2 separate regions of the Mus musculus genome follow, and region 1 is linked to region 2. Evidence: chromatin contacts called from public Hi-C data. All regions are on one chromosome and are shown on one strand. Each heading gives the region's core, a stretch centred on a gene start, on an enhancer-like site or on the middle of the called end of the contact. The rest is flanking DNA. Distances are from core to core; before and after follow the strand shown. Region 1 overlaps Rbm20 (RNA binding motif protein 20). Region 2 overlaps Rbm20 (RNA binding motif protein 20).

Region 1 (3,582 bases), core at 574-3,073, 71 kb after region 2:
TTGTTGTGAAGCCTGTGCCACTTGGGGGGCGACTGAATAAGTGAGGCTTGAGGGGCTCACATCCCCTAAGAACCCAAGGAGCAGGAGAAGCGCTCAAGGTCTTTCCGACATGAAGGCTCCTATAGCCAATGCGTATGGCTGACGTTTGAGTATTCTAAGCCACCATATGACACCTGTTCTACATCCTCATACAGGGACAAGACTGTGACAGTGGGAGTGAACCCGAGGGGGACAACTGGTACCCCACCAACATGGAGGAGTTGGTCACAGTGGACGAAGTAGGCGAGGAAGATTTCATCATGGAACCAGACTTACCAGAGCTGGAAGAAATTGTGCCTATTGACCAGAAAGACAAAACCCTCCCTAAAATATGTACCTGTGTAACGGCCACCTTAGGTTTGGACTTGGCCAAAGATTTCACCAAGCAGGGAGAGACCCTAGGGAACGGAGACGCAGAACTCAGCCTGAAGCTGCCCGGACAAGTGCCGTCTACTTCCGCAAGCTGTCCCAATGACACGGACCTGGAGATGCCTGGCCTAAATCTGGATGCTGAGCGGAAGCCAGCTGAAAGCGAGACAGGCCTCTCACTGGAGGTCTCAAATTGCTACGAGAAGGAGGCAAGAGGAGAGGAGGACTCAGATGTGAGTCTGGCCCCTGCAGTGCAGCAAATGTCCTCCCCCCAGCCAGCAGATGAGCGGGCCCGGCAGTCCAGCCCTTTTCTCGATGACTGCAAGGCCAGGGGGTCCCCAGAAGATGGGTCTCATGAAGCCAGCCCCCTGGAAGGAAAAGCCAGCCCACCTACTGAAAGCGACCTCCAAAGCCAGGCTTGCCGAGGTGTGTTGGCTGAGGGTGGCTACCTTCCTCTCCCTCATGGGTGGTAGGGTGGACTGGACCACCGCGTCCCTCAGGACATGTGGGTATGTGCAGGCTGGAACAGATAGATGGGAGTTACTTAAGGCCAAGACAGAAAGTTAAGTACTAATAGAAGCAAGCCTCCGAAGGCCTGGCTAGAATGTTAAAGCAAATAGTGTAGAAGAAATCCAGCAGGCGCCCCCTGTGTTCCGGGAATAACCTCGACTTGATTTCTCTGCACTGTGGGGTCCCACCTAGGCATGGGCAACTAAGATCAGGTTGAGTTTTTACTACAAAAAAGCTTGGGTTCTTTTTGATGGTCTGCCACCCTTTCCTGAATGGTGGAAACCCTTGGCAATTATTTCTGCGATGCGGGGGCGAGGGGGGAAGGAGAGATGCGGCGGGAGGGGGGGGGAGGTACGGAACGGGGTGGTGGAGAGAGAATGACACACGGGGAGGGAGATGGCTTTGTAAAGGGCTTGCTTCCCTTCTAACTATCTCAGACCCACTTTTCTCCAGGGTCTGATAGTGGAGCAGGACTTATCCCAGAAACACCCTACTGGAGGTGAGGTTGTGTCTATGCTCAGGGCTGTGACATCATGAACTAAGGAGCCTAAAATGGGCTAAGCCATGGCCTTTCTGCCAGATGGAAACAGATCCATCCAGGGTGTGTGTGTGTGTGTGTGTGTGTGTGTGTGTGTGTGTGTGTGTGTAAGGGGGTGGGGTGGAGAGTAGAGGGTGGGTGAGTATTTCTTAAGACTCTTTAACAGTGAAAATAAACTAGAGATTTATTTTACAGAAAGTTCTCAGCATCACCAAGGCTGAAGTAAAACTAGTAGAGCAGAAAATATAGAGGAAAGGCCAGAAAATAAACATTCCAACCCAGAGCCTTGTGTCAGCACAAGCTGGTGGGTGGCCCGAGGCTTGGGCTTTCTTCCATGTCAAGTTGACCTGAGCAGTCTTTCACCTGCCGGGATCAGAGTCTCCATGGAAACCTCCTTGATCAGCCTGCTTGTTGCTAGAGCAACAGAGGCCCAGCCCATCTCCAGCAGGCATAAATAAAACGCACTGGCATTTTCACTGGCTCTGACGGAGCCTCTTTTATTTTGTGATATGGGTCTGAGCCAGTGCTAGTCTCCAGGGTTTATTAACTTTCCCAGTATTTGGAGCCTCACATTTAACAGTGCTGCTTCACGAGCGTGGGGTAAACGCGGCGTGGCCTCTTTGGCCACCCTTAGCAGATGTCGGCGTGGCCTCTTTGGCCACCCTTAGCAGATGTCAGCATAATTTCCGCCCTTCAAGGATCCTCCGGCTGGTAGAGATGGAGTGATCCTGATTTTGGGGGTAATGGAGGGCGGACCATCCAAGTGAAGGCATTAACAATCCATCCTTGTGTGCCAAGTACAAAGATGTGCCAAGTTTTATTGTGTGTGGCATTTTTTTGGCAATGGAAAAATGCTCTTAATTATAGCACTTTGGTTCTAATTAGCGGTCCTACCCCCAGCACCATGTGATTAAGCAGTCCAAGGGACAATTCCCAATCACACAGCACACTGGGCAGGATTACAGGGACTCTTTGAGACCCAGAGTGGTGTGTGTGTGTATGTGTGTGTGTGTGTGTGTGTGTGTATATCTCCAATCCCCCATCCCACGGGCTCATGTTTTGCAGAAAACCCCAGGTACATGGAAGTGAAATCTCTGAACGTGAGATCGCCAGAATTCACCGAAGCGGAGCTGAAAGAGCCCCTTTCTTTGCCTTCCTGGGAACCGGAGGTGTTCAGTGAACTTAGCATTCCTCTAGGTAGGTGAAGTCCACAGCCCTTCCTGGATTTCAGCTCCAGGAAGTGGCAGTTCTAAAGCAGTGTGGAGAAGCTCAAGAGGGCCTTTGCCAGTGTGTTGTCTTGGCTTTTGTGTTGTCTTTGCTTTCAAAGGTATGATGCAGAAGCCCAGATCTGCAAGATGGTAAAGGTGCTTGTGGTTTCAGGCACTGGGGTAGATCTGATACCTAGGTGACCAAGCTGTGGACAGCACAGCATTAAGATTTTACTAGAAAAGACCTTTCCCTGTCAGGGAGTGCTTGCTTCTTGACTGTGTAGAGACTTTAAGCCCAGGCCTTGTTCAGGCAGGAAAGCAGAAGTCCAGCTACTTCCAAACCATCAACTAAAATGAACGCCCTCTCTGCTCTCTTCCCTCGTGTCCTTGTCTCAGAACAGTTCTCCGTGACTTTTCTCCTTGATAGATCTGCTTTTCTGAGTCTCCGAGAGCCACTGAATAGACTGAAGTTGACAGAGGGTACAGGGAAGAGACCCAGGCCCTTGTCCATCTAGTCATGGATGTTCTTGTGTCTTCAGACAAGTCTTGCCTTCCTGAGCCTCAGTCTCCTCATCAATAGCAGGGGTTGAAGCAGTAGGTGGGTTTTCAATTATGGAAGTGTCAGGGTGGTGTATTAGCAAGAACCTCCTGGACCAAGATCTGTGAGCTCTGCATTGACTCTGAAAGATTGGGGGCTAAAGGGGTAAAAGAGGATCAGCTAGCTGTTCAGAGGGGACACTTGGGAAAGTGTCACAAGGAAGCATGACAAACTGATGACATGTCATCATCCAGGGAAGACCCACCAGTGTAGGCTTGTTCTTTCCAGCCTTGTTTCCATTACTTTTCTTGGATTTCTTTACTCTCAGTATGCCATTTTATAGAATTAGATTTGAGAAATGACAAATCTTGTTCTTAAAG
Region 2 (3,443 bases), core at 376-2,875:
CTGCGTTTTGGTTAAGGTGATTCTCTGGAACCTGGTAATTTGAAGATAGGGTCCTTGGAATGTTTTTTTTCACCTGAAGCCTTGCTTAAGTTTTCTCATTTGTGATATAGGACAGCACGTCTCTTGCCCATAGACAGATTCAAAGATAAAGACGTTCGTGCCCTTCCATTGTGACTGAGTTATATAGTTGTCCTTATCACTGCTAACTGTCCCTGAGGAGAGTAAAGCCAAGATGTTGGTTATCTTAAATAAGTGATGGATGCATGTGTGTGTGTGTGTATGCCAGTTGTGAATGTATGTGCACCACATATGTGCAGAAGTCTACCAAAGCCAGAAGGCATCAGGTTCCTGAAACTGTAATTATAGGTAGATATGAACAACCATGTCAGTGCTAGGAATGAACCTGGGTCCTCTGCAAGAGCGATATGAGCTCTTAACCTCTGAGTCATCTCTCTAGCCCCTGGCAGCTTGTATTTTTGTGACAGGGTCTCTCACTGGCTTGAAGTTTACAGGTTGGGCTATACTGTCCTGCCAGTGGCCTCAGGGATCTTTATGCCTTTGGAGACCAAGGCTGCCTTTGACACAGGTCCTGGTAATGAAACTCAGGACTGTGTGTTTACCCAGTAAGCACCTTGCTGACTGAGCTATTTCTGCAACCCAAGAAGAGTGCGTCTTAAGATACTCAATTTTAAGTCTGACTTGAGAGTCAGTCATATCAGGGTTGGACATGGAACTCAGCAGTGGATAAAGAAACCTCGTTTCTCTAAGTGTGAATCTGACCTTTCCTCTGTCATTTCTGTTTCTTGGTGAAGGAAACTCTTCACTGGGCTTGAGGTTTCCCCTTTGGAAGGTGGCCTGAGAAACGAAGGTCCACTGGGGCTCCTCGCTGTTTGCACAGTATTTTGTAGGACCTGTGCATTACAACCATCTGTGACTTGGACACTCCAGGCACGGTGAGGTAACCTGTAGTCTCAGTACCCAGTGGGCTGAGGCAGGAGGGCCATGGGTCAAAGGTCAGCCTGGGCTACATATCAATACTGTCTTCTAAGAAGTGGGAAGACAGCAACCTTTTTAAAAGCTGTGGGCCCCATGGCTCACGCTGGGATTTGATTTCATAACTTTTAAGCTCTGCCGCTAGATTGCTGACCTGTGTGGCTAGAACGACCTCAGCTAAGAGTTCAAGTGACAAGTTCAAGTTTGTAAAATCAATAGAGAGAAAGGGACTTGGGGGGGGGGGTGGCCCCGGAGCGGGGGAGGGTTGGGGGAGGGGAGTAAGGGTTTGCCAGAGCCATTTCAGTGACCTGTGTTGAAATCTTGTGATTTATGGAAGTTGTTGAGAAATTATACAGAAAATTGGCAACAAGGGAAGTTGCTCTTGAAATCCATCCTATTAAGATAAAATTGGTTTCTTAAAAAGTCTTCATAGATTTAGTTCTTAAACCAGTGCCCAGTGCCGTTACTTGTTACTTATGTGTCTCCCTCCCCCTTTACCAGGCATCGCGTGGCACCTCCTCTATCCCAGGGACGCTAATTCTGTTTTCTGGTCAGGCCAGTCCTTTCAGGGTACATCTCCCCCACCCCCATCTTAGCAGCAACATTGTTTTTGGCAAACATCTCATTGGGAAGCCAAATTCAAGCTCAGGCCTGACTGTAGGTCCTGCTAACATTAATCCCCATTGTTGGGGCACTGTGTTGCATGATTGCATAAATATTAGAGTCTTGCAAAAGCACTGGTAATTACACACTTATACATCTGTGGCTACTGGTAATCTTTTATAAATATGTGTAGACTACATAGCAGCAAGATGAGGCAGGCTCAATTCTAGGCTATCTATAAAACTGAGAAATTTTTCAGTATTTGTGATATATGAGTGTGTATGTGGAGGCAATAAAAATCAAATTTGGTGGACGGAAGAGAGGTAACTCAGAAGTCTAGAGTGACTGTCACTTTTACAAAGGACCTGAGTTTGGTGCCTGGAATCTACCTGGTGGCTCATTATGATGGTAATTCCAATTCCAGAGGACTCAGTGCTGTCTCTGTCCTCTGCAGACTCCCATGCAATGGTGCCCACGAGCTTACACAAGCACACACATAAACTGAAAATAATTTAAAAAATAAAATCTGGAGACTAGAGAGAAAGCTCAGTGGATAAAGTAATTGTAAGCATAAGGCTTGAAGTGGGATCTCTAGTGCTTACATAACAGCTGGGCAGGCATGGCAGGCCACATGTAATCCCAGCACTTGGGAGGCAAAGAAAAACGGTCCCTTGAAAGCTTGGCTAGATATGCTGAATTGGGCAACTCTGGGGTCAGGGAGGGACTCTGCCTTAATAAATAAAATGGAAAGCCACTGAGGAAGATAACTGATGTCAACCTCGGACCACACACATGTGCACGCGTGTGCGTGCGAGACACACACACACACACAGTGACCCATATTCATCTGAACACATACACACCGCATACAAAAATACTAATATGTTAAAAAAAAAAAGAGGGGTTGGTGAGATGGCTCAGCGGATAAGAGCACTGACTGCCCTTCTGAAGGTCCTGAGTTCAAACCCCAGCAACCACATGGTGGCTCACAACCACCAGTAATGAGATCTGATGCCCTCTTCTGGTGCATTTGAAGTCAGCTACAGTGTACTTATGTATAATAATAAACAAATCTTAAGAAAAAAAGAAAAAGAAAGAAAGAAAGACAGGAAAGACAGACCGACCTGAAAAGTATTCCAAACTGTCTAGGTGAAGTCACCATGACTTTGGTTCAACCATTTAATCCCATCAGACTTCATTTCCAACACCCATGATGATAAGCGTAATGTACTTGTCTAAGGAACTCACCTATGAGTTTTGCATTCAGTTATAAACAGGGCTATTTTGGGTGAAAGCATTAAAATTGTAAAGTTCAAATAGAAAACTATTGCTGTTGGATGCTGGAAAGCGGGGGACAGTGAGGAGCAAGGCTTTCCCACAGCACATGGGCACCCCTTAAAGGCTACACAAGTTCACAGAAAAATTAAGGTACAGCTTTTCCGTACATCCCAGCCTCACTTCAGTGCATAGTCTCCTCCACCATTATCAACATCCCTCACCAAAGCAGTAGTGACTAGCAGAGAGCCACATGTATCTGGGGATAAGGAGAGATATTTGGAAGGTAGTTAAGGATTATGCTGGCTTAAGGAAGTGGGGATGGGGGCTCCTCCAGACCCATGACTTCTCTAAACCCAAGTAGTTGGCTAGGCCTCCAGCACCAGGCATGGCTTCCCTTCTGTTGAGTGTGTCTTAAGTTTAATTAGAGAGCTATGGTCCTCAGGGTTACTGTGCCATATTTGTTGTTGTTTTAGTTCACAGGCATCATACCTGAGTAGGACTATGGGTTGTTTTCCTCACTTGGAAGCTTGCACAGCACCTTCTGGTACCAGGAAAGCTAGCACCCAGAG

Evidence for each region. Hi-C and Micro-C count contacts between places; a contact is called where the count stands out from the background.
Region 1: a contact with region 2 is called in a Hi-C map of liver, with 2.4 times the contacts expected there. The contact joins two enhancer-like sites. A contact is called at or near these places in 1 of 39 promoter capture datasets (the 3T3-L1 cell line), 15 of 484 Hi-C or Micro-C datasets (the 3T3-L1 cell line, 3T3-L1-derived adipocytes, the AML12 cell line and 9 more), 9 of 115 datasets of contacts at active chromatin or transcription factors (CD8 T cells, acute myeloid leukemia, embryonic fibroblasts and 6 more) and 2 of 9 other capture datasets (adipose tissue and pancreatic islet).

Annotation. Positions count from the first base shown.
Region 1 is chr19:53,850,983-53,854,564 of GRCm38.p6, forward strand. It overlaps Rbm20 (RNA binding motif protein 20), which reads left to right. Exons shown (of 14, transcript NM_001170847.1): 11 at 195-834; 12 at 2,522-2,653. Among named protein-coding and RNA genes, the nearest start is that of Gm41863, 7.6 kb to the right of the region's middle. Within about 2 kb of position 1,824, at least 130 of the 459 cell types and tissues checked have an H3K27ac peak or open chromatin away from gene starts, as enhancers often do. A contact at or near this core is called in 3T3-L1-derived adipocytes, adipose tissue and liver, where this site is marked.
Region 2 is chr19:53,779,791-53,783,233 of GRCm38.p6, forward strand. All of the region lies in intron 1 of Rbm20 (RNA binding motif protein 20), which reads left to right. All of the region lies in intron 1 of Gm30890 (a long non-coding RNA gene), which reads right to left. Among named protein-coding and RNA genes, the nearest start is that of Gm30890, 5.5 kb to the right of the region's middle. Within about 2 kb of position 1,626, at least 26 of the 459 cell types and tissues checked have an H3K27ac peak or open chromatin away from gene starts, as enhancers often do. A contact at or near this core is called in 3T3-L1-derived adipocytes, adipose tissue and liver, where this site is marked.